7 separate regions of the Mus musculus genome follow, and all the other regions are linked to region 5. The links are chromatin contacts, called in public Hi-C and promoter capture Hi-C maps. All regions are on one chromosome and are shown on one strand. Each heading gives the region's core, a stretch centred on a gene start, on an enhancer-like site or on the middle of the called end of the contact. The rest is flanking DNA. Distances are from core to core; before and after follow the strand shown. Region 1 holds the start of Rnf20 (ring finger protein 20). Region 2 holds the start of Tex10 (testis expressed gene 10). Region 3 overlaps Grin3a (glutamate receptor ionotropic, NMDA3A). Region 4 holds the start of Abitram (actin binding transcription modulator). Region 5 holds the start of Nipsnap3b (nipsnap homolog 3B). Region 6 holds the start of Txn1 (thioredoxin 1). Region 7 holds the start of Zfp189 (zinc finger protein 189).

Region 1 (3,323 bases), core at 29-2,528, 3.4 Mb before region 5:
CAGCCCTTGAGACCCGAGCCTTCGAAGTACGACCTAGCTCCAAAAGTTGTCCTCTGAGCTTTACATGTGGGCACTCGAACACCTATGCACACATTAAAAAAAAATCATATTAAGACGGGTACTGAGATTACAGACTAATTGACTTGTTCTTAATTAACACCCTCCTCCCCCCCCCCGACCCCCCCCCCCCCATCCCCAGTGTCTCTGGTCAGTATCTTATCCTCTCCAAACACTAAAGCAGTAGTTTCCAAACCTGTGATGAGAATCCATAGGGGGAAGATGGGATGGGATGAAGGTGGCTTTATTTTTTTTTTTATTTTTTATTTTTGGTTTTTGAGACAGGGTTTCTCTGCGTAGCTCTGGCTGTCCTGGAACTCACTCTGTAGACTATGCTGGCCTTGAACTCAGAAATCTGCCTGCCTCTGCCTCCCAAGTGCTGGGATTAAAGGCATGCGCCACCACCGCCCGGCGAAGGTGACTTTTTAACCCTACAAGAGACTAAAGTTCTCCAGCTGAGTGTCATTTGCAGGTAGTGCTAAATAGAGACCCCGCTTATTTATTTTGGCCTTCCCAGACAGGAGTTTCTCTGTGTAGTATTTATTTATTTTGAGGCAGGGTTTCTATGCATAGTATGTATGTATTTATGTGCTTATTTATTTTGGTTTTTCAAGACATGGTTTCTCTGTGTAGCTCCGGCTGTACGAGAACTCGCTTTGTAGACCAGGCTAGCCTTGAACTCAGAGGAATCAGCCCGCTTCTACCTCCTGAGTGCTGGGATTAAAGGCGAGTGCTACCATCGCCGTGCTGGAATCCCCTTTAAGGAAACTACACAGAACTAGAAATCGGTCAAATTCCTTGAGTTTTACGCAGGCTATTTCATCTCTTTAAAGAGTGCTCCACCCACACCTCAGGTAAGGGCGCTTGCCCTTTGGGAGATGGACAGGACCATCAACCAATTAGCAGCTTGGATGAGATAGGACCGCCCCCCCAACACAAAACATAAACAAAACGCTTTCCGTCAGTAATAATAATGGACCTTAAAAAAAAGAAAACAAAAAACAAAAAAACCGTACACAATGCTTCGCGTTGAAGAGACCGGTCACTTTGGGACTGGAGTCTGAAACAGTCCCCGCCCATCCCAACACAGAGGCGGCAGCGCACACGCAGAACTGACTGCGCCCCCTCCTCACGCGTCACTTCCGCCTGGCGGTCTCCCACACGTCACTTCCGCCCTCTCCTCGCCGTGCCTCGGGTAAAGTTGAAGCAACTTCCTTTTCCTTTTCCCTACTTCCTCTCCGTGCCTCCGCCTCCGTGGAGCTCAGTCCCTCTCGCAGCGGATCCCAAGTGAATCCCTTGGAGTCCCTCTCGGGCCTTCGTGAAGAAGCGCTGGGAGCCGCGCGCTCCCTGCGGCGGGAGTTGCCAGAGCCCAGGTTTGCTCTGTCGTCTGCTGCTCCCGGGCCGTGAGCGGCGAGGACTCTCGGGTCCCATCTTCCCGGCCTGTAGTTAGCCACGCCGGAGCCAGCGGCCAGCGCTCTCCAGTCAAGCTGCGCTCTCTCCTCAGCTCCCGTCTCCTCTCTTTGCAGGCGAGGTCCAACCCAGATTGCTGCTTGCCATTGACGCCTCGTCCCGGAGTTTGGATCGGAAGCCGGCTGGATGTAGACCCCTGATGGCCGCGGTGCTCGCCATCTAGCATCCATTCCACCTCCTTGTGAGTTTCGGAACCAGAGTCAGGTAGGAAATACTGAAAGAGCATCCCGTCTGAACAGATAAAGAAACGGGGATTGTTGGCAGGTTCGGTCTCTAAAGGCAGCCCGGCTCCCCAAAGGAAGCGCTGGGGTGCTCACCTACGTCTGACATCTGGAGAACTAACTGCTCAGGGAGCGTTTACAAGGCTCTGCAAAGAGAACGCTTGCATTTCTGGGTGCTTAGTGTTCATCTGACATTATGCTAAGTTGTTTCTATAACTATGCCATCCATTTGTTGCAGTAAGTCTAGCAACATGTTGTTGTCCTTCGTTTAGGAAACCGAGATTCAGAGATAACTGACTTGTATAGGATTAATGACTTAGCTAATGTTTCCCACGTCTCTTGCCCCAAGTCTCCTAATACTTTAACCTTAACCTCTGTCATAAATAAACTCTCCTTCTTTTAGTTTTTTGTTTTTGGCATCTCAGGAAGTGAGAATCCTGAAATTTATTCATAGCTTCTCTATTATTTGAGTAGAATTTTATTTGTTATTAGCATCTTGTGTAGAAATTTATAATCCTGTCAATCCCATTCCTCAACAGTTCCCCTCCCCCTTCTCTCTTGATTTAGGGTTGATGGGTTTTGTCGTAGAATTATTTGATTTAGGTTAAAGAGTTGGCCTGAAAAAAATTACTAGTTTTTATATACAGGTACTTTATATTGTGGCATGTCTGCTTATCTTGATTCAGTTCATGTTTTCTATTTTTGTTTCTGTTTTTTCATTCAGAAAAATATAACTGTCATCTTATACCAAGATGTCAGGAATTGGAAATAAAAGAGCAGCTGGAGAGCCGGGCACATCTATGCCTCCAGAGAAGAAGACAGCTGTTGAAGATTCAGGGACCACCGTGGAAACAATTAAGTTAGGAGGTGTCTCTTCAACGGTACGAGAAAACGAGGCTGCAAAAGTGTGCTTGGCTTCTGTCAGTTGTTCCTGAAAGTAGAAATTTATGGAAGCTTCTTGAATTAAGAGATAAGCATTAGCAAAGAAGAGGGAAATAGATGAATTGATGTGGTGGTCAGTTCTTGAAGTGAGGTGTATTAATTTATGTTTGATCTGTATTTGCAAGCTGTGGTGTTTATTTTATTTTATTTTATTGAGAGTCTGACTACAGTAGTCTTTGCTATAGTTAATTGGCACTTTTCCCTTACTGAAAAATAGGTGCCGTGTTCTGAGAGGCACCCTAGCAAAGCCTTTGAGAGTGCTAGTGCTGAATGAGAGTCAGATCAGTGCCCGGGGTGTGTGTGTGTGTGCGTGCGTGTGTGTGCGCGCGTGTGTGTGCGCGCGTGCGTGCTCTCTGCCATATCTCTTGGCTGTATGGCCTGTATTATCTGTCCTGTGCCCGTTTGATTGTGAAATGAATCTGTAGTACCTGTGTGTGACATTGGGTTATGATGGAGGCAAAATGGGAGTCCTTGTAAAGAGCTCAAACGTTGTAAAAGCAATAGCATGCACTCATAAGAGTGAGCTGTTACTGGGCTAGATAATGTGGTAGACGAATTGTGTGTTTAATGGTTAGTAATACCTTTTAGACACGAGAAGCTTTGGTGGGGATGGGTTTCTGTATTTGGAACTTG
Region 2 (3,407 bases), core at 307-2,806, 4.5 Mb before region 5:
AGTTACCAGATTTTACCAGATTAAATAAGTAATTGCCCTGTCCATGCTTACCATACCCAGAGCTGTAAGCTGACAGTTGTTTCAAGCACACATGCATGTGTTAGTCAGCCTCAGGACCAACACCTACCAAACATACAAGCCTCACACACCCAGAAAGCCCCGGGACTCATCCCTTTTAATACAAAGCTGGTTTTTACCTATTAAGCAAGCATACTCTGTAAGTTTTTTCTTACAATTTTATCAGTAGTGTTTCCAGAGATAAAAGAAAACGGTTCACAAGAAAGAAAAATTGACCCTGTGACATCTTGCATTATCCTCTAGGCACTCTTTCACGTGTGATGATGGGTCGGTCGGTCTGTCTCTAGCAATCTACATCAGACCTCATTCTCAGTAAGTTGTGCCGTATCACTTCAAGTACACTCTCATCAGTCTGCTAGGAAAATTATGAGGGCTAATAACTTTTAAATCTCGACAATTATTTACAGAAACATACTGACAATTTTTTTCCCACTAGGAACTTGGTTAAAGTTCCATTAGATGCTGCTATTATTTCCATTTAAAGATTTTCGTAACACTGGAAGTCAAATAGCTCTACTAGACTAGACCACTTTTACAGCAGTAGATAGTACAAGGAAGCTAACTCCAGCCTCGGAGCCTGAGCTCTCACTGGACTTGATCACCTTTTTGGTAAGCTTGAAAACTCACATACACATACACATACACATACACATGCCTGCTGCAGGTCAGTCTTAATGCTAACCTGAGCGGAAGAAAGACTGCAACTTAAGCAGACTCCCAAGTAGTTTGCCCTGCGGCCAGCCCATTACCTTTCCTCCTTATTTCCAACTATTCCCGCTCTCCAAAAGAAAGGAAGAAATCAAGGAGAGAAAGTAAGCATTGCAGCAGTTGGCCTACGGTGATTCTCTCCAACCCTTCGCGTCTCCAAAGTTCCCCAAATTCGAGGGGGCAGAAAGAGAGGGTCCTCCGTCAAGGGGAGGGGGAGGAGGGCAGCGATCAGATCCGCCCGCCCGTTTTCGAGCTCGCACACCAAAAATGGAAACTCCGTTTGTCTTTTTTTTTTTTTTTCCCAAAGAAAAACCATGGTTCCTATACCTCAGTGGACGTCGAGTGGAGTCTCTGGCCCGACCCCCACACGCCGGCCTAACACCCGCCGAGCCTCCGAATCGGACCGCGGCCGCTTGAGGCGTTTCGGAAGCCCCTCGGCCGGCTCTCACGCTCGGGGTGGGGGGACAGCTAGGACCCCGGCCGCCCTACCCGCCGCCACAGTCCGTCCCTCCGCCTGGGCCTCGCGTGTCCGCGCCCCAGAAGAGCCGTGCAGGACAGACAGACGCCGCTCACCTGAGAGCCCGGACGGACCCGGAACGCGGAGACGCGGCGGAGAGCGAGCGACCGTCAAGCCCCGCAGGAGCACGCCGTGAACCGCCGGCCGCAGGCTTTCCGCTCGCTCCCAGAGCGTGTTTTCAAATCGCCTCGTCCTCACGCGGACGCGTCTCCTTCCGCCGCCCGGAAGTGGGGGCCCTCCCTCGCCGCGCTCACGTGACCGCAGGTCGCAATCGCGCGCAGCCGGAGGGCGGGTCCAGATTTGCACGCCACGCCCCCTCTAAGAGGGGCTGCGCCGGAAGCTGGAGGAAAGAGAGGAGGGTCTAGGGTCCAGCAAGCCGAGTCAGGTCTTCCAGCATCCTTGGCTTGGAGGATGTTGGCTGGTTACAGCTTGAAAGGCGGTCTTCTCCCCCCAAGGACTTCAGTTCTTCAAACCTGGAGCTAGAGAAAAGTATAAACTGAGCTTAATTGAGGAAGGAAAAAGTTTCGGACAGCAAAGATAGCATTTCTGGGAAGGGTAACCTGGACTAAAGGCAAATAGACAAATGCTAAGAGGTTACAAACTATACCTTGTGGCAGAGTCCCGGAAACCTAGGACAGGGTTTTCCCCAATTCAACATTTTCAGCATATAATTAACTTCTACTAATCAAAGTAAGTGGATTTAGAGAAATTTGAGACATTAAAATGCCTACAAAGAAGATGTGAAGAAAGAAATCTTGAAAACAAAACCATCTAAAGATTGACTTAGCCACATATAAGGAAAAGCATACAGATAGAGTGTCAGCCTAGAGTCAAATTTGTCTTTGCAGCTTCCTACATATAAGAACTAGAAAAGCCTAATACCTTATATTGAGGTTCAATATACGAAGTAGGGATAAAACGATAATAACTAAATTCAGGAGACCCAAGCATCAGAATTAAGGTCACACCTCCTCTGTGTTAATGAATAAAGAATAAAGCCAAAAAGCCACCACACAGACAACCTCCCCTCCCCCACCGCACCTGCCTTGGGAGTTGATGACATTATATGTAAAACTATAAAATAAAAAAAAAATTATAAAGGCTTATGCCACCTAGATATGCCCCCTAAACTCCAAAATGCTACCAGCTTATTCAGAACTTCTCCCTTCAGCTTTGCAATGTATATCTATCTCAGTATCAACAAGGACTAAAAGATAACTCTGCACATCCATTCTGAAATATTTTCCTACAACCTCTTCACCTTAAATAGCATCCCATCCTGCCAGTTACTCAAGCCAAACCTTAAAAGCTGGCATCTTTCTGAGACCATGTGGCTTCTAACCCAGGAGAAAAACCAGCTGGCTCTGACTTCCACTATTAATCACCATCTCCCTGGCTACCTTCAAGGTCCACATCACCCCGATCAGAGGAAAGAGCCGGGAACACATTTCTCTCCATCTTAGACCCCATACAGTCTAACATTTGCAGAGCAGTTCTCGGAATATTTTTTTATATATGGCAAAGCATGTCACTATAAAACTCTTCGGTGGTTCCCCATGTCACTTACCCCCCCAAATCTAGAGTCCTTCTGATGGCCTCAAATCCTACCATATTGGAACAGTCCTTTGCAGTCCTCTGAGCACTGTTTTGCTATGTTCCCTTTTCTCTCTGTTCCTGTGACCTTCACTTCTTTGCTCTCCTTAAATACAAGAGACGTGTACCCCTTTATCTTTCTAGTTAGACCTTTTCTTTATATTCCTATCTGCCTGAAGTACACAACCCAGTAAATCCACTGGACAAATTTCCCTCACTTGAATTTGCTCAAACATCTTCTACCTTCAAGGTATGCCTATCCTGGTGGCCTGAATTAAAAATCATAACATATTGTCCTACATATAGACATTTCCTTCCTCTGCTCAACATTTTTCTTTCTTAGGGTGTACCACCTTCTAATGTACTGTATAATTTACATACCGCTTACTACCTGTCCCCCTCACTCACCACTAAAATATATGTTTCATGTTGCACCTCTGTTTGGTTCAGTCTATATCCTAAATACCTAAAATAGTGTATGGAGCATAGTAGGCCCACAATAAATATCAAC
Region 3 (3,276 bases), core at 613-3,112, 3.3 Mb before region 5:
TACCCCTTCTAGCAGGTAGACCTCTTTCTCTGTGAATCTACATACTTGGCCTCCTTATAATGACACCAGTCATTGGGTTTAGAGCCCAGTGTGACCTCATCTTAATTACTCCTTCTAAGACTCCTTTTGCAAACATGGTCAACGCCTTAGGTTCTGAGGAAACATGAATTTGTGGTACACTGTTCAATGCAGTGCACTGTGAGTATCTGCCCTGCTTTAGTCTCTGAACTTTGCTCATGCTTAGTCTCTAGATTCTTGAAAAATTTTTTTTTTCTATAAGGTACCTGCATTTTCTCTCCCTCTCTTTAGAAAACAAATAGGTAAAAAATCACCATCACCATCACCACTACCACTGATGGCAACAACAACAACAACAACAGCAACAACAGCAACAACAGCAACACAGAGGAAGCACACACTCATACATCCTAACAACATAAAATAGCAAACCATTATATACAAGCAAAAGAACCGTAAGATAAAAATGCCCAAACAAAGCAATATGAGACAAAGTCTACAAAAACATCATTGAGTTCCTTCAATGTTTCCCATCCACTTCTGGCCATGGGACCCACCCTTAAGTATGGTTTATATACCCAGGGAGACTCAATTAGGGGGAAATAATTTTTTCTTTGCAAGCTGTAGTGAATCAGAAATAGCTTCTTGGTCAGGGATGGGGACTTGTGTCCACACCCCTCTCAGCATTGGGACCCCATCTGTCTTAAACTGGTGCAGGCTGTGCACACACTGCCACAGTCTCTGTGAGTTTCTATTGACCGTGTTTCTTTTCAGGTACATTGTCTAGTTTTTCTGATTTATCTACGTGACTTCTCGAGTGTCTACTTTATTTGGAGGCACTGGAAATTTAAGACAGGTTTTTCTTTTTTTCCCTAGAGTTCTTATAGTTTAATATACATTAAGAAGAGATGCATTAAAATACTCTGATTAAAATTATGTTTAAGGCCGTAATGTTTATGTTATTACTGAGTGCTATTAAGTAATATGAGATATATGAGATCATAAAAGGAGGTTGATTTATATTGGTCAGCTTCTGTTGGGATTCGAAAAGAGAGATACTAGCTGTGAGTTTGTTCTGTTGACTCTTCGGTTTATTTATTTATTTATTTATTTATTTATTTATTTTGTAGCATTGGGATCAAATCAAAGGCCTTGGACATGCTAGGCAGGTACTGTACCATACTGAACTACATCTGCAGTTCCTTCGCTGGGGCTTTGTAATATGAAGGCATTAGCTGAGCAAATGCCAGTGGAGAAGAGCATTTGAGAGGGAAGAGACAATTGCAAGTTTAGGGAATCCAAGGCAGGGAACCCATGGATTTATCTTCATTCTATGAGAAACATGGCACAGCTGGGATGAACCAGAGAGTGGCCCAAGAGGGCACTGAGAAGTGATCAAGGCCAGGTATCACAGGGCATGTCGCCGTTTCAGCCATTTCAGATTTTGTCCCAGAGAACATGGCTGACAAACAGAAGAATGAGTGGAAGGCAACTAAAGGAAGGCAGGTGCAAAACAGACCTCTTAGCAGACGTCTGTAGTGAGCCAGGTGAGGGATGACAGCTTGGACAGAGCGGGGACACTGGAGTTGACAATAGACGGCTATTATCTGAGGCCTAATTTGTAGAAGATTCGGCTTGTTGGTGATTGGAAAAGGTGGACAAGAGAGGTGTGAGCACCTGTGGCAGTCTGAATGTATGGGTAGGTGCGCAGAAGTACCACCGCCAAGACTGCAAAGCCCAGGAGGAAAAGCAAGCAAAGAGGGAACACTGCGGCTTAGACTTCTGACAAGTGAAATCTGAGATGCCTGTAGGATATTCAAGAGGAGATGTCAAACAGGCAGGCAGAGCTGCATCCTGTTGGGAATTCTTGCCAAATAGAGGCTATTTGAGCAATTATTGGCTTTAGATGTGTTTTCTTCTTCCTTTTTAATGTCAGGATGGCCTTGTACTTGTTTATTTGGCTCTTCCCTTTAGAGTATTTGGGCTATGGCACTAGTTACACTTTCCAGTCTCCTATTTTAATCATCCAAATTGTGCTCTATTTTGCAAACTCCTTTTTAATTACACCATAACGACGCAATATTTCAACCGGAAGAAAATTTTGACTATTTGTGTGCCTTAGCCCAGGCACATAGGAACTCTGGCTGAACAATAAAAGCAGTGCTATTGTTTTCTGCTCTGAAAAGTTATTGTGCTTTAATCTGACAATTACTAGTCAAGGTGTGGATAGATTTAAAACTGACAGTGTTTTGAGTTAGACTTTAAGGTATGATGTGAAATTCACAGCAAAACCATCAACGGTTAAAGCAAACAGTATTTAGGTTAGTCCCAGAAATTCTTGCTATAATTTGTAAACATTTCTTTCATACTTAACAGATTTCTCAGGATAGTTTATAGAACAGAAGTGGAAATTTAGATTTTTTTTAATCCATCAGAATAAAATCACATTTAAATCTAAAACTTGTATCACTGACCAGTACTATAGGAATGGACACTTTTCAATCAAATCCAAATGTCATGGAGTATGTTGGTACATTGTTGATCAGAGAGTAAAACTGAAGGTGTGTCTTGTGGTTTCCAAGGGGGAGCTATACAAAGCACCAGCATCATCAGCATCAGCATCTTTCCTTAGCATCATCAGCATCATCTCTCCTTACCTCAGTGACAGCAAAGCTTCTCTTTCCGCAGGGAACCACCTTGTACCACTTGTCATGAAGCACATCCATAAACCCATGAGACTTGTACTGACTGATGAGCTCAGATATGTTAGAGGTCAACGGAGAGTTGGGAGGGAGACCAATGCCATAGCCTAGAAGAAAATGCAACCGCATATGAGTTCTTCATGCTGGTCTGAGAGGTGCCACCATCCTTGTATGATATTGCCTCTGGATATGGTAGCAAGGGCATGGTGAGTCTGTATTACATTTCCCCAAAAGGGCTCCACAGAATGCCCCTCGAATCAGCCAGATCTCTGAGAAGATGCAATGAGTCTGCCCTTATTTTCTGTTTTGGTTTTTTTTTTTTTGTTTTTTTTTTTTTGAAGCAGTCTCTGAAAGTTTGGAGCTAAGACGAAAGGATGGACTATCCAGAGACTACCCAACACGGGGATCCATCCCATAATCAGCCATCAAATCCAGACACTATTGCATATGCCAGAAAGATATTTTGTTGAAGGGACCCTGTTATAGCTGTCTCGTATGAGGCTATGCCAGTGCCTGGCAAATACAGTAGTGAATGCTCACAGTCATCTATAAGATG
Region 4 (3,705 bases), core at 361-2,860, 3.8 Mb after region 5:
TTGCCTTCCAAATTACTTGTTTTTCATTTTTTCTTTTTCTTCCTCCTATAGCAGTTTAAGTAATTCTTCATAATAATCCTGCTGAAATACTGTCTGGCCTCTACTGGACCCTGACTGATAAAACACAGCAAGGCAATCTGAGTTTTTAAAAGAATTACCGAGTTCAGGTCTGGAAAGACTGCTCAGAGGTTAATGAACACTGGCTGCTCTTCCAGAGGACCTGAGTTCAGTTCCCAACACCTACACAGCAGATAACAACTATCTATAACTCCAATTCCAGGGAACCCCATGCCTTCTTCTGGCCTCCATGGTCACTTGGTAAAAAGGCAAACTCATTAATCTCTCTAATGCCCCAATTCTTTTAGCATGAAAACCGACTTCTCTAAATTGTCATTCTGACACTGCTCACTCATTTAACTTTTTGGAGTTACACAGTCCTGTAGTTTTCTCAATGCTTTCAAAGTTAGGAAACATCTTCCAAATGTTTCTAGGATCATAATCTGCTAACAGCCTTCCTTTGGCACCTCCAACTGCACCTCCCTTGACTCCACCCACACATGTTCTAAGAGGTGCTTTCATACAACTTTGATCATGTCCCAAAATTCTGACCATTGATCCACTTTCTCCCCTACCTTCAGGCTTGGTAGCTCACTAAAGGGAAGATTAGATAAACCTATATACCTTGTAAATGAACAAGACCAAACTAAACATTAAACTCACATTAAAATCAATCCTGATATTATCATAAGCTGACCCTTACAAGCATATGAAATGCAACCTGAAAAACAGAGAACCTGCTGATCTCTTATCAAATAATAGCTCATCCTGGCTTGGGACTTATTGTCATCTCTGTTTCCACAAACTAAAATTTGTCTTTGTCTCTTTTTCTTTCACTTACACATCGAGATATTTGCTGGTTATATATCATGGTTCTCAATACGCAAACGAATCCTTTACACAATACCTAAGATCCGTTATGTGACTTACAACAAAACCTTGCCAAATGTTAGGCCCTAAAGACAAAAGACTATAAAATCACAGCCATCACAGAAATCCCGGCTTAGGTACACCAGGTAGGGAAGCACGAGATACACTACTTCATAGAAAAGTCCCAAATGCGAGCGAGAAGGGACCCGCAGCACAGCACAGAGGCCTCTATTTACCTATCACCTTCCACGACAAGCTGGTAGAGGTTTTATCTACACGCTACAAGGAAACCCGCAATTGGGGTACCGGACCCTCATCCCTCGCAGCGCCCCAAGACGGCCCCGGGGAAAACGTGTACAGAAAGCATCCGAAACTCGAAGAAAGAAGAGGTCCACGCCCGGCCCGCCGGCGCGCGCAGGCAGAAGCGCGTGCATCTCCCCTGCACCAGAACAGCCCTGGACAGCAAGACCAGGCCGCACACAGCGGCTCGGACTGGGACGGGCGAATGCTCACCTACGACGCCCTCGAGGCGGCTCCGAGCCCTCACGGCGCACTGGGTTTGGAAAGGAACCGCCGATGCACACGGGAGACGAGAAACACGATCCACTGAAGGGCGAAACACGCCAGGTAGCACCAGAAAGGCGGCGCGGACGTGGCGTCACCCGCGAGGCGCGCTGAGTGACGTCACCGGGTGGGTGTGGCCAGACGCGCCTCCTCAGGAGCTCGAGGGTGCTCAGAGGGTCCAGGGGATCGGGGAGCCCTCACCCGGCAGAGGCAGGACCTTGCTGTCTGCTGTCCCTCAGCTCTTTGACACCCGGTTGTTTTTGCCCCACAGTTGGGCTTTGGCCCAGGATCACAGGTGACTGGGGTCGGGGAGGGAGTTTGGCCGCCAGCCGGGGAGTCGCGCGCGTGCGCACGACACCAACCGGCTCCCACGCGCCGGAACTACGCTCCTGGACTAGAGGGATGGAAGAGCTCCGCTGCCCCGAAGCCAAGCTGGCGCCACCAGAGGTAGTCATAGCTACCGAAGCCCCGCCACCCTCCCTTGTGGATCGATACTTCACTCGCTGGTATAAAGCGGGTAAGTGCGGGATGGTGGTGAGCTCCGCTTTACCGCACGGGTGCAGGCACTTCTGCCACGCGATGCAAGCCACCCGTGCTCTTCCCTGAGCATCCTAGTCCCAGGAATACAGATTTGCGCTGATGAAGAGCTAAAATAGGCGCTTTCCTTCGTGGGAACCGCAGCGCCATGTGTGGGTTGTTTGCAGGAAAGGACGTGAACTAAACTAAGGAACTCCGCGTTGGTCTATCTGGGCTTTCCCCACACTACTAAGGGTTGGTGTGCTTGGAGGGATCAATCCTACGCCGAACCGGGAAGAAACCTTAGGCATGGAGAGAAAAATTAAGAAATGTTAAGGAAGCAGTATCTAGTGTTAAGAAGAAACTGTGCATATTGTCCACTGGACGTTTGAAATAGGCTTCTCTGGTGTTCGTTCTGCCAAGAAAATACCGATACCACCTTTGGGGATCCTCCTCTAGCCTCTATTTTAGCCTTTTTAAATTCAGGGAAACCGGTAGACCCACATATAATATTTAGGATAAGCATCCTAAATTCTCTTTAGGACTGAATTTAAAAAAAAACGTGTGATTTTTGCATACCATCAAGACAGCCTCACAAAACACCACCATAATGTCAGCAATGTGGCGCTTATAATAGTGTTTCTCTAGGTGTACTCATTTTAAAGTGACAAGATGGAGGAGCTAAGAATGTTACCTGCCTTAACACTGAGTAAAGGATTCTATGTAAATTAGGCCACTTAAAATACTTCATAGCCTTTATTTACTTTGCCCACTGTGCTCAGCTTCGCAATGAACAATCTTCATGAACCAAAGGAGGTAATCACGTGGTAAATGCCAGTTCAACAACCTGCGACTCATTTATTCCTCTAGATGTTAAAGGAAAACCCTGTGAGGACCACTGTATACTCCAGCACTCCAACCGGTAAGCAAACCGGGAATCTTAAACTATCAACACTTTCCTTCTGGTAGCTAGCCTGGTGCGGTCTTGGGTCGGGTATGAGCATTCATGAAACTGTCTTCTGTGGTGTTGAAACGGTGTTATAGGAGTGTGTTGGCAAGTCTTGTTCAGTCATATACTGTTTGGCCAACCTGCACCAACCACTGTACTGCTGGACCTAAGGAATGGTTCCTTGTGGAGGCATATGTCATGCTCTGTGTACACAGTCTTGCCTTGCTTCTCTGCTATCCCCGCTTACTAAAGTCTTGTGGTACTTTTCCCTTCCCGGGAAGGAGATTCAACTCTCCTTTCTCCTCTTGTTATTAAGCTCCCCGTGCTACACTTAGGCTCCAGTCTCAGCAAAGAGAAGGAGATAATCGGACTAGATGGAGGTCAGTGTGGATAGTCATCTCTCAGCAGGAGGATGTGTGTTACAGGAGGAGGGTTCTGACCATGCCTTAACACAGGACTGACTGTTTCTCTCCTTGTAGAATCTGTGTCATCACACTGGCAGGATCCCATCCAGTTCTTCAAAGTGGCAAAGCCATTCAAAGGATTTCCTATCAGATCAGTAACAATTGCAGCAGACTTGAGAACAAAGTATCTGGGAAATTTAAGCGGGTATGTTTCTGTAATTCTGTGATTTTTCTTTTCTCCTGTGATTTTTCTATTCTCCTGCTATGATGGATCCAGTCAGCCGTAAGACTTTTTCTAGCAGTTCAACAAAGTTTTCAGTAAAAACACTCACCCCTGCCCCCCAA
Region 5 (3,679 bases), core at 1,135-3,634:
TGGGCTAGGCGAAGATCCACCCTCCCGGGACCAGTATCGGCACAAGACACCCTAAGACCAAGTCCTCGACACAAAGATTTGTTTGCCATAGAGAGCAAAAAGGCAGGGAATAAGAGACAAAGGCAGAAAATAGGGATGAAGGAGTAGGGAGAAAGGGACAGGGGAGTAGGGGAGGGATATTTTATCCCAGGGACAAAGGATTGTCTCTGGATAGTGAGGACACCGATGTGGCACATAGGAAAATGGCAGTTTATAAAGAAACAAAGGGACACCCTCCCTCCCATGTTTGGATGGGGTGTTTAATTTTGACATGTTATTTAGGTGAGCCAAAGGGGGCCTTTGATTGCTGGGCTTCAGTACTTTGATAGCTGGACCTTGGATGTCATCCACAGGAGGAGGAAGTAGCTAGCTTTAGGAATGCACTCTAATGGTTTTTAGCAAGGCAGAGGGAATAAATGAGAAGGGCAAGGCCTGCCCAAGCCATGTTTGCCATGTTTGCCATGTTTGCCATGTTCAGCTGGCATGTTTGTCCCTTTCTACTACTTCTGTCTGCACAGTTGCACAAGTCTAACCTTTGGACAAAATCAAACAAGAATGCCACCGAGGACACTGTTTTGCCAGCATCATAAGTCAACGATCCTGCACCGGGCACCTATTTGTTTTTTGAGGTGAACAAATATATTTTCACAAAAGCCAGACTAAATGAAAAATAACATGGTCGGAAAAGCCTTACCCAAGGGTATATGAAAAGTATAAATTTATAACCTGTTTTGATAGTGTTTAGTTAAGATTAATGTGCACGTGACTTAGAAGTCAGCAATTCAATGGATATGCACTCTAGAGCATTATGTGCTCATAACATAATGTCAGCAATTCAATAGATATGTTCTCTTTGAAATGGAAACGAGAACATGACCACTCCTGGTATGGTTAAGGAGAAAGTTTTTATTGTGGGTCTGAGGGAGAGAACAGCCCAAGGCATCCGGAAGGGTCCAGGCTGAGCATTGCCGGCAGAATAGACGGGGCCATGAGAGGGGAGAAGAGACAGGGGGGAAGAAATGAGGGGGCGGGAGAGAGAAGGCAAGGGGACAAAGAGAGAAGCCAAGAGGAGAACCAAACAAGATAGCATCTAGCCAAGATAGCTGAGGTTCTATAGGAAAGGGGAGGTGGGGGGAGGGCAGTGAAGCTCGGGGCTGGGGTGGTTTAAAGGATTTGGGATGAGAAGTGCTAAGGAGCCAGGCCAGTGTGTGTTTTTAATGTTAAGACAGCCCTGTTAGCCGTTGGTCCCAGGTTTCTCTGAGACCTTACCCTGTAGACCAGAGGTGTGTGCATACTCCAAAGCAGTCTACTGACTGCACCCAAAGCTTCTGGCTACTTGGATGCTAAAAGCTGTATCTTACCTTCATTGTTCATAAAAGGACGGAACAAAGGACAATACTATCAGGACTTGTGACGATTTAGTTAATAAAAGGCATAGATGTCATATTCTAGTTAAGTTGTTGCAAATACATCAAAAATCCCTTTCATGTTCACCACCGCTTGGAATGTCTTACGTACACCTTAAATTGCCATTTAATACCTAAAGAAGCACGCCTGTTTTTCAATAACTTACCTCTATAGTTTGATGATATTTGTTCAGTGTAACTTGTTTTTAGAGCTATGTGTATTTGCTAAGCATAAAATCGTTAGGAGTTTAAAGGCTAACAGGATTTCCAAGTTTATGACGCTAAAACGGTTTTAATCTCTGATGACCAGTAAATAATATAGCTTAGTGTACATTAGTAAATTGGCCAAGAGGCGATTTTCAGGGAAATCATTGCGATTATTTAGCTATTTAATGTTTGTGAACAGTGGACCCAATGAAAGCAGTGTATTTAAAAATGGTTTCTAAATCTTAGTTGGAAAGTCATGAAACCTAGAATATGCTTCACAGAGAACACAAACACGCGCTAGAAAAATATAAATTGTAATTGAAGTTTTTCTGAGGGCCAAAAATCAGAGGCCGTCAGAGGTCAGCTTTCGCATCACACAAAATTATTTCAATCTTCACCTGTGACTCTCAGGCCCTCGGACCCACTCTTCTGGGTTCCAGGAAAATTATCCCATCTTTGTTCGGAGACTCCCAGGCCATGCTGGGGATGGGGTTTGGAGTTGCAATGGGGATGCAGAATACTCTGTGATACAGGAGAAGGCTCGCTGATGGTTGCTACAAGTTCACCCCACCCCAAGAAGCATCCACGCCACGCCCTACATTCTGGAGTGTTAGAACCATACAGAAGAGGTAATGCCCCGGGATGGGGAACAGAACCGCGGACTGCTTTGTGTCCGCACCCTCTGAGCCTCTTGCGCCTGCGGGGAAGGGCGGAGCCACGCCGCCGAGCCACGCCCAGTCCAGCAGGGACCCAATCGAAGTTGGCCCGCGCACCAGGAAGCGAGGAGAGCGCGTATCCGAGCGCCCGGCGGCGGTCTTCCTGCGCGCTCAGGACCGCACCATGCTCGCGCTCCGAAGCGGCCTAAGGACAGCGCTGGCCCCGCGGGTTCTGACGCCTCAGGTAGGGGCCGCGGGGGCGTGCGAGAATCCCGCGCAGGGAGGTGGAACTGTCCTTAGGTGGTGTAGAAACGGGGATCAGGGAGGTGGGTGCGGTCTGTGGGGAGAGCGAGCTTAGCCTAGGGAGGTGGGCGGGGCGTGTGTCGGGCACGAGCAGCCTTGGGAGGTGGGCGGGGTTCGTGGTGCGCGTGATGACGACGCTGCGAGGTGGGCGGGTCTGCAGTGCGGAGAACGGGCCGTATTCTGGGAACTGGGCGGAGCCTGCCTAGTGGAGGCCGGGGGTGGGCGGGGCCTTGCTCTAAGGGGCAGTGCCGGGAGGTGGGCGGGGTCTGCAGTGAGAGTTGTCCTTCGGAGGTAGGTGGGTTTGTGGGGCAGGAACCAGCAACACTGTGAAGTGGGTGGGGTCTGGAGCGTGAGTAGACCCCTGGTCGGTCCAGCCAATGCCCGGTTCAATCGGTACCCAATATTTCGTGAGTCCAGGGTGAACCCACTTGTCAGGTTGCCTCCCTGGACAATGGACAGAGACCTTTCCTTGACACCGGGTGTCCCCGAAGCCCTGAGCATTGTGTTCTTGCAGTCATCACCATCGTGACTGCCACTCATTGAGGGTTTACAGTTCCTGCCTGGTTCAAAAGCCAGGCTTTATGGAGTTCAGGGTAAACCTGGGAGCATCCCGCCCTGCAACTCAGGGTCTGGAGATCTTAAGGGGAGCATGGCTTTGGAGCCTGCTGAAACTGGTTGTGCCTGAGATGGGACTTTCATAAAAAGGAGGACACCTACCAGCCTCAGCTGTTGACCCAGGGCTATTTGTGACTTGAACACCGAAGTTCTTGACTTACTTTGTTTAGGAAGAGCATTAAGAGCTGTCTAGAGACAGACTTTGTGTCGAACACTAAAGAGCATAGTATTCATATGGCCGCTGTCCTCTCTGTCTTCCTAGTATGGTTGACAAAAAGCTCTAATTTGGAGATAGGAGCAAGCAGATTTCTACCCTGGCACTGTTTGTCCCAGCCCTGCAACAGAAAATTACCTCACCCCTTAACAAACACCTTTCAATACAGATTTCTTTAATGCATATTTTCTGTGTGAAAGATTATAGTAAAAGTATCTTTGATCAATAATTTATTTCTG
Region 6 (3,648 bases), core at 1,050-3,549, 4.9 Mb after region 5:
GGGCAAACTGCATCTCAAACACTCTCAAGGTTTACCCCCAAAAGCTATGAGGCAAAACCAAGCAACACTACTCAAAATACTGAAAATGCGGCTCACAATCCTAATTTCGGGCTTCAGTGAACACCAATTACAGAGGCAGGGATGTGCAAACTTGCAAAACAAGTTTTCTTCTGCCGATCTGTATTGGCTTGAAGAGTATTCAAAATTATCTACTAAGAAGCACATCACAATTTTTAGCTCTAGAAACCAATAACCACAATTGGCAAGTGTCGCCAGTACTGACACCAATAACCTGGAGACAAAACAACACACCCGGAGTAGACCGGAGCAGATGCTATCATCTCTTTTCTCAAACATACCCAATTCAGGGGCTGGCAAGATGGCTCAGCACATTAAAGTGCCTGCCACCAAGACCAACGAACTGAGTTCAATACCCACGACCCACAAGGTAGAAGTGAGCCAACTCTCTCAAGTTGTCCTCTGACCACTGCCAATGGATGCCCCACCCCTATATGTGAATATAAACCGAAACAGAAAGCCCCAACAACAAAACCATATTCAGCAAATAACAAAGTGTTCTTTGCTTTTTTTTTGAGACAGCCCAGCCTCCTGAGCGCTGGGGATTAGAGGCATGAGCCAACGCCTTGGTCTAACACGTGGTCTGTGAAGCACTGAGCAAAGTGTGTGTGTAGTTCAAGGAATAATTTTATTCTTAAAGATAAACACGGCAAATCAACTGTTGATTTCTGAGCCATTATATCATAGCCTATTATTCCACTCCTGTGTGGAGATTGACCCCAGGGGCCTTTAACTACCCACACAGTCGTCAGAAATAAGGCTACATTTTACATAGTTTAATTAATCAACTTAAGCCCATCACATGAAATTTATGTGTATTCAGTTTAACTTCTGATTCTGGGCGACTCCGATCAGAGCCTTGGTAGCAGGCTTTTGGGGCCCAAGCTTTTTCCGAGTAACTGGTTTCCTGGCACCAATGTACACCGCTCCTATTGGAATGGCAAAGGTTCCATAAGTAGGTCAGTTTAAACAGATAAGGATCCAACTGGGTGCTGGGACTAATATGGCTGGTAGTGGGTGAGCCAACTTTTGTACTGAGACCCAACCAGGTGCTCAAAACTGGAGGGCGCGGACCTGTCTTCCACGGATTTCCTAGTTTAAGGGTGAGCCAGTCTTTCACACATCAATTTCCACCCCCAACCTCCTTTCACTTTTCATTTTATAAATATTCCCCGAATAGTTACAGTGTAACAGGCTCTGGGTTTCCCAATCTGGAGGATATTTTGGTTCTCAGTAACTTTCGAATATGGTAACAGTTTTTCCCTTGGGTATTATTTTTCTTTTCCCAAAGGGCAGGACTTTGTACTTGACTACTCCCTGGGGGAGAGCCCTGGTTCCAGCAAAGCCCACTTATGGAGGGTCAATCACTGAAACCTTAAGGTTGCGAGGCCCCGGGGCCAGACTTTGGGGACTGAGTCATTCCAAAGCCAGAGCTGCCGGAAACACGCCCTGCGACGCAGGAGGAGGAGTCTCTCGGGCGCGGCCTGGACCTTTCTCCTTAGTAGTCACCTGGGGTACCGATCCGAGGGTACTTAACTGGGACCCGAGACCCACCCTCATGCACCGACCTGGCCTGTGTCCTCTAGGCGGCAGGTCACTGATGGAGGGAAACTAAGGCCGAGCCCAGCAGTACAACACACCCGCGCGGCGTGTGGCACCGCGTACTCGAGAAGTGGCGGCTCTCCATCTTTTCCTAGAGATCCTAAATCCTGATTCAGTTGGGGCACGGGAAGGGGGGAGTGTCACAGGAGGACCCCGGTCCATCTCTTCACCTCCGCCAGATTTGGGCTGGCGGTAGGGAGTGCAGCTCCGGGGACTCAGGTGCTGCCCACGAGTGCATCTCCCGTACCCGGCGTTCCAGGGTCCCCTCGTCCCCTCCCCCAGGGCATGCTCCACCGCCGAGGGCGCACACAGGCCCTGGGCCGCTAAGCCCGCGGGGACACCGAGAGTGTCCTCTTCAGCACCGCGGGATGTGCGCGGCGCCCGGGCATGCGTACCTTGCTCTCGATCAGCTTCACCATTTTGGCTGTTGCGGGGAGGGAGCCACACGCGTCTCAGCAGAACCAGATGGAAATGGATCCAAGGCGCCCAACGGAGCTTGCAACCGAGTGCGGCGCCCGCCTTCTCTTTATAGAAATAGGGCGGAGCGCAGCAGGGCGGGGCGGACGGGCACGCGCGGCGGGGACGCGCTTCCCGCCTCCCGCGTCCGCCAAGGCGCCTGGGCAGGCCGCGCCTAGACCACGCCCCCAAGAGGTGGGGCGGTTTTCCAGGGGGCGGAGCCAGAGTCGGCTACTAGTGCAGCCTGGGGACTGTCCTAGCGCTGGCCTCACTCCTGGCTTCCCCGCCCCACTCTAAGCTGCCGAACAAGAACCTTAGTTTATAAGGGGCGGAGCTAGCACAGGCTCCTGGAGCAGCTTCGGGTTTTTCCAGGCTCCAGACGCCGCGCGGCAGCTACCCCTAAGAGCCAACTTCCAGCTGCCTCAAGGGCACTTTAACAGCGAACAGCGCCGGGGTAGATCACGGTCCTCTCTCACACCGTAGAGTCCTTCTGTAATCACACTGCCCATGCCCCAAACTAGACCTAAGTCAGATACTTCCAGATTGGGGCTGGGGACAGTCCCTAGGACTGCCCAGGCAGAGGTGTATCCTTAGACTAGGGCGGCCATGCTGCAGTTCGACTCAAAGTGCTGAGTAACGATGACCAGGAAGTGTCTCAGTGCGCGTCCTCGCCAACTTTCTGGGTAGTTCTTTGCCGCTTCTTTCTCCTCTCTCTCTCCTATTCCTTAACTTTAACAGGTGAACCTGCTACTGGGAGAGGCACAGAGCCGTTTAGAGCCCTGTTCTGTGCCCCATGCACATGTAGGCATGATAGAGATCGGATAGTCTAGCTCCCAGCATTGTCTTGAAGGATTTAAGGGCTTGAAAACTGACTGAGGACAGCGTTTGGCCCATAAGGAAGCACTCAATGAATTATTCTAATTATAGTCATCGCGAGCGCTAATTAAGCTTGCGTGGTGCCTTGTGGGGCCTTGCTGAGTTTGGCTGCCTTGTATTTACAATGACAGTATAGGCTTTGAGGAGATTTTTCCGCCTTGGGAGAGGACGCCAGGAAGAGTCTTCTTCAATGATAACTGAGGTGATGTTCAGGAGGACAGGGCATGGTGGAAGAAGCTAAGATTCTTAAGGTGGCTTTGTGCAGCCCCAAGAGTGCCGCTGTATGTTCTGGTGAAGCAGCTGAGGTGGAGACTGGACAGAGCCAGCATCCTGGGAGGAACTCACCAAGCCTGCATTTGGAGAGCCGATCTAGATAAATCTACATCGAGGTGAAGCACGGGAGGCTAATGAAACTGTGTCTCAGCCACCCTACCCCTACCCACTGGCTTCCCTTGTTCAAAACATTTAAAATACCAGAACCAGTTGTGCGATGTTTTTGAAGGGCTGAGGAATTCAAGTAATGAGTGAGGATGTAGACAAGAGGGAGTGTTCTGAACATAGCCCTAGACTGCGGGTGGATGCTGCCCCAAAGGCAGTAGCCTTCCCTTTAGGACAGCTGAGGCAGAGAGGAACCCC
Region 7 (3,718 bases), core at 768-3,267, 3.5 Mb before region 5:
GGTGAATTTATAGTAATAAATGACTACATCATTAAAGATTTTAAGCAACTTAATATTGAACCACATGAAACTAAAAAAAAAAAAAAAAGAAAAAAATGTAAATCCCAAAGTTAGCAAAACAAAAGCAATCATAAAGAGCAGAGCAGACACAAATCTCATAAAAAGAAACCAACAAAACTAAGGGCTAATACAGAAAACCTCAAAACCTCATGTAATTAAAATCAGAAATATACGGCGATACAAGAGATGTTTCACAAATAAAAAGTTACAAGAAGGAGCTTTACAGGCTGCAGAACCTAAAAGAAGCAGTTAAAGATCCCAGGTACATATAACCCTAAACCAAGAAAGAATACAAAGCCTCCGCCAGTCAATAGCAATCAGAGACATTTAATAAAGAGTCAGAAGTCGAGGGCTGGAGAGCTTTGAGCTCAGAAGTTAAGAGAACTCGCTGCTCTTCCAGAGTGCAGTCCTCAGCACCCACCTCAGGCTGCTAGCTCACAATCTCTTGTAACACCAAACTCAGGGGATCTGACGCCCTCTTCTGTCCTCCGAGAGTATCAGCACACATATATTTATACATACACATATGGACATAAATAAAATAAATCCTCAATAAAATCAGTGGTTTCTCTAGAGAAATAATAAATCACCCCCCCCCAAATGATCAAGAAATCTGGTTTGTTTATAACAGCAGGAAAAAAATATTTAGGAAAAAATAACCAAGCAGGTTAAAGATCTATACTCTAAAACTCTAAACCATCCATGAAAGAAACAGAAAACACACATATAAATGAAGAGACAGTCCATGTTCAATGACTGTTCCATGTCTGCACTACTTAAATACTTAACTCAAAAAAATCGAATGGCTTTTCCCAAAGACATAAAGAGCAATCTTAAATTACGAATAGCTGCAGCAATCATGAGCAAGAAAAACATGGAAGAAATTATGCTTCAAGATTTAAAATTCTAACACAGAGCTATGATGATTGACAATAAACAAAACAAACAAACAGAACGCAAAAAGGGATGTAAAAAGGTGGGATTGGCCTGACTGCTGAAATCTCTCCTCTATGTGAATATACATCACTACATCCATTTACACCTTAAAGAACGGTTACCTGAAAAATGAACAGTTTATCACCAACTGCCCCCCTTCTCCTATGAGGACAAAGATTTGGTCTAATTAACCACTTTATCTTTAATATTTATCATATAGTAAACACTAAAATATCTGTTGAGTGAAAAAAAAAAGAAATGAACTTGGGACATCTGACACTAACCAGGGAAAGGTTAGAGTTAATACATGGGGTGAGGATTCAAACTTCTAACTTAATACGTTCGTTGTTCTCTGAGGTCCCAGCGGTTAAATTTTCAGGCCCTAAATATTATCTAAGTAATATACATAGATCCCACAGGATGCAGTGAGGAAAACTGTGGATAAGCAGTTAAGTCACGGGGCTTCTGGATCCACCATGTGCGTGCTTCTCTTCAGTGGGCCTCAGTTCCCTCCCGTGTGGAACTAAAGCGTGGGAAAGAGAGTACTGCTGGGTACACACTTAGAGACACGGAAGGCATTTAGAAACTATTTGTTGTATGCATCAGTGAAATCTGGGAAAGCGCACCGTGTTGCCGTTAGAAGCGGTCCTGCCAATCGCAGAAACGTAAGCTTTTAGCTCGGATCCCTACTCCACGCTAACTCCTGAAGGCTCAGGACCAGGGTCCCATCTTAACCCTCTGAACTCGTCCCCTCCGCTTCTGATTACTTACGTGGAACTTAGACCATTGAGAAACACTCAGATTTACCTGGATCGAGACCAAAATTCTCTACGTGTTGCCAAGGGAAGCTTCCACAGCCAGCCTCTTCTTGCTAACCGAGACACGATCAGCGCCGCCATTCTCGACAAGCAACCCAAGAGCGCCAGACGTGCCCGACTCAGCCAATCAGATGAGAGCTTACTTCAGCGGCCCCTGACGTTGCCCAGACCTATGCATTCCGGGAAATGTAGTTCGCTTGCCATTTACGGAAGAAGGCGGTGGCTCGCTCCCTGGGCATGTTGGGAGTTGTAGTTGGAGCGGTTCCGCGAAGGCTCCGGGTAACGCCTTCTGGTCCGGGGGTGGTCGGTAGTAGTGCAGCTTGACTTTGAGGCGGAGGAATTGGCAACAAGGAGGAGATATTACAGGGAGACCCTAAGGCTAGGCAGCGGGACAGAGGACTGGGTTTGGGGTTGGAGGACAGCCAGACAGAACGTCTGATATGCCCCTAGGAACTTGACCGCTCCGAGACAGAGGCAGGACCACACCAGACCCATCCGGTGAGCCCCTTCTCGCCGAGCCTTATTTCCAACAGCCATCTAGGCCTCATCAGAGCCCCAATGTCGTGTGGCTGCTATTCCTGAACGAGGCGATGGCGTCCCCAAGCCCACCGCTGGAGCCAAAGGTGAGTTGCCCTTTCAAGAGATCTCCGTTATTTCGCCACTCCCAAGACAGCAAGGCCGCGCCATCACCTCTTCCCCTGTCCCCCTCCTGGCCATTTCTACAACTCTTAAGAAAGGACCCCAGTCAACTCCTGTGTACCCCTTGCTGCGGGACATACCCCTTGCTGCAAGGTGCTTTTAGTTCACTTACAAACTCCCCAAGGCCCCTTTTTCTTTTTTCCTTTCTTTCTTTTTTTCTTTTTTTCAAGAGTAACTTGATAAATCGGCTGGGGAAAATTAAGACTGCTCCAAGTTAGATCTCATTTATGAGTTTCTCAGGTGAGGCACTTTTTTCTTTCTTTTCTTCTTTTTTTTTTTTAAATCTCGTCTGTCCTCTGCAGCTAGCACAATGTCTGAACTCAAGGTGAGTGTTTAGAAAACCTAATGGAACTGCGTCGAATTGGGTCCCAAGCTGGTGTGGGTAGAAGCTTGGGGCGAACAGTGAGGCCAGGGAACGTTGGGGTGGTCTTAAGGCTGTTAACTAAAAACAGTCGTGGTATTAGTGTGTAATAACGAAAGCAGAGAAGACCTTCAGTTTGGAAGGCGTGGATCTAGACCAGTCCAGATCCTTTTCAGTGTGAGGTGCCATGAATTGAGCACCTTTTGGAACTCTTACTTACCGTGTTCCTCCTAGTGAATGGGAGCATGGTAAAGTGACAATAACTTCTCCCACTTTCAGTGGAGAGACCACTGGAACTGACTACAGAGAGAAAACAATTCCAGCAGTGGCTGACATTTGAGGCTATGGCTATGTTTCTTACTCAGGAGGAGTGGGGTTATCTGGATCCAGCTCCGAGAAGCCTGTATAAAGATGTCATGATGGACAGCTACGGAAAGCTGGTCTCGCTGGGTAAGAATGCACGCTTTTTCTAACTAAAATATCTAATAAGGTACTAACACTTAAACCCAGAATGCGTCAAGCAGTGTAACTGACACCAGCACTATTTTGTCCCAACCTTCTGATTCGGATCTTTCTACAACTCTGGTCTCCCTCGCTTCCTTGTTAGCAAAGGCTGGCTTTGGCAGCTTCAGAATCTCATTCCCAGACGGCTCTGTTGGCTCTGTACTTTCCTTCCCGGTTCATCTTCCCACGGCTCTCCTCCCACCCTCTTTTCACTCTGCCTTCTGGAGCCTGGGCTGCTCATCACACAGTGTTCCTTACCGCTCCGGCCTACACTGAAAGCTGGCACAGAGCCGAGCACACCACTTCTCTGGCAGACCTTCAAGTGGGGGCTGCTCATTCT

What was found. Promoter capture Hi-C pulls out the DNA fragments that hold promoters and counts their contacts. Hi-C and Micro-C count contacts between places; a contact is called where the count stands out from the background. Capture Hi-C pulls out chosen DNA fragments and counts their contacts.
Region 1: a promoter capture Hi-C map of pre-B cells shows a contact between it and region 5. The contact joins the promoter of Rnf20 here to the promoter of Nipsnap3b in region 5. A contact is called at or near these places in 8 of 39 promoter capture datasets (the C10 cell line, cranial neural crest, frontonasal cranial neural crest and 5 more) and 6 of 484 Hi-C or Micro-C datasets (B cells, CD4 T cells, Th1 cells and 3 more).
Region 2: a contact with region 5 is called in a promoter capture Hi-C map of pre-B cells. The contact joins the promoter of Tex10 here to the promoter of Nipsnap3b in region 5. A contact is called at or near these places in 2 of 39 promoter capture datasets (cranial neural crest and pre-B cells).
Region 3: a contact with region 5 is called in a promoter capture Hi-C map of second pharyngeal arch cranial neural crest. The contact joins the enhancer-like site here to the promoter of Nipsnap3b in region 5. A contact is called at or near these places in 5 of 39 promoter capture datasets (cranial neural crest, frontonasal cranial neural crest, maxillary cranial neural crest and 2 more) and 6 of 484 Hi-C or Micro-C datasets (3T3-L1-derived adipocytes, the N1E-115 cell line, cerebral cortex and 2 more).
Region 4: a Hi-C map of regulatory T cells shows a contact between it and region 5, with 5 times the contacts expected there. The contact joins the promoter of Abitram here to the promoter of Nipsnap3b in region 5. A contact is called at or near these places in 1 of 39 promoter capture datasets (cranial neural crest) and 2 of 484 Hi-C or Micro-C datasets (CD4 T cells and regulatory T cells).
Region 6: a promoter capture Hi-C map of pancreatic islet shows a contact between it and region 5. The contact joins the promoter of Txn1 here to the promoter of Nipsnap3b in region 5. A contact is called at or near these places in 2 of 484 Hi-C or Micro-C datasets (CD4 T cells and regulatory T cells) and 1 of 9 other capture datasets (pancreatic islet).
Region 7: a contact with region 5 is called in a promoter capture Hi-C map of pre-B cells. The contact joins the promoter of Zfp189 here to the promoter of Nipsnap3b in region 5. A contact is called at or near these places in 6 of 39 promoter capture datasets (the C10 cell line, cranial neural crest, frontonasal cranial neural crest and 3 more) and 7 of 484 Hi-C or Micro-C datasets (CD4 T cells, LSK cells, the MNK3 cell line and 4 more).

The regions. Positions count from the first base shown.
Region 1 is chr4:49,630,782-49,634,104 of GRCm38.p6, forward strand. It overlaps Rnf20 (ring finger protein 20), which reads left to right and starts at 1,279. Exons shown (of 21, transcript NM_182999.2): 1 at 1,279-1,430; 2 at 1,584-1,731; 3 at 2,473-2,629. The coding sequence starts at 2,501. It overlaps Gm45952 (predicted gene, 45952), which reads right to left and starts at 1,171. Exons shown (of 2, transcript NR_168526.1): 1 at 1,074-1,171; 2 at 1-82.
Region 2 is chr4:48,471,907-48,475,313 of GRCm38.p6, forward strand. Tex10 (testis expressed gene 10) reads right to left here and starts at 1,557. Exons shown (of 15, transcript NM_001355740.1): 1 at 1,360-1,557.
Region 3 is chr4:49,700,044-49,703,319 of GRCm38.p6, forward strand. It overlaps Grin3a (glutamate receptor ionotropic, NMDA3A), which reads right to left. Exons shown (of 9, transcript NM_001033351.2): 6 at 2,676-2,827. Among named protein-coding and RNA genes, the nearest start is that of Ppp3r2, 20 kb to the left of the region's middle. Within about 2 kb of position 1,863, at least 2 of the 459 cell types and tissues checked have an H3K27ac peak or open chromatin away from gene starts, as enhancers often do. A contact at or near this core is called in second pharyngeal arch cranial neural crest, where this site is marked.
Region 4 is chr4:56,800,719-56,804,423 of GRCm38.p6, forward strand. It overlaps Abitram (actin binding transcription modulator), which reads left to right and starts at 1,611. Exons shown (of 6, transcript NM_001081420.1): 1 at 1,611-2,008; 2 at 2,878-2,929; 3 at 3,436-3,565. The coding sequence starts at 1,894. It overlaps Elp1 (elongator complex protein 1), which reads right to left and starts at 1,613. Exons shown (of 37, transcript NM_026079.3): 1 at 1,441-1,613.
Region 5 is chr4:53,009,496-53,013,174 of GRCm38.p6, forward strand. It overlaps Nipsnap3b (nipsnap homolog 3B), which reads left to right and starts at 2,385. Exons shown (of 6, transcript NM_025623.3): 1 at 2,385-2,552. The coding sequence starts at 2,493.
Region 6 is chr4:57,954,112-57,957,759 of GRCm38.p6, forward strand. Txn1 (thioredoxin 1) reads right to left here and starts at 2,300. Exons shown (of 5, transcript NM_011660.3): 1 at 2,076-2,300. The coding sequence starts at 2,099. Gm35344 (a long non-coding RNA gene) reads left to right here and starts at 2,332. Exons shown (of 3, transcript XR_881303.3): 1 at 2,332-3,401.
Region 7 is chr4:49,519,159-49,522,876 of GRCm38.p6, forward strand. It overlaps Zfp189 (zinc finger protein 189), which reads left to right and starts at 2,018. Exons shown (of 3, transcript NM_145547.3): 1 at 2,018-2,437; 2 at 3,240-3,324. The coding sequence starts at 2,405. Mrpl50 (mitochondrial ribosomal protein L50) reads right to left here and starts at 1,925. Exons shown (of 2, transcript NM_178603.4): 1 at 1,804-1,925. The coding sequence starts at 1,895.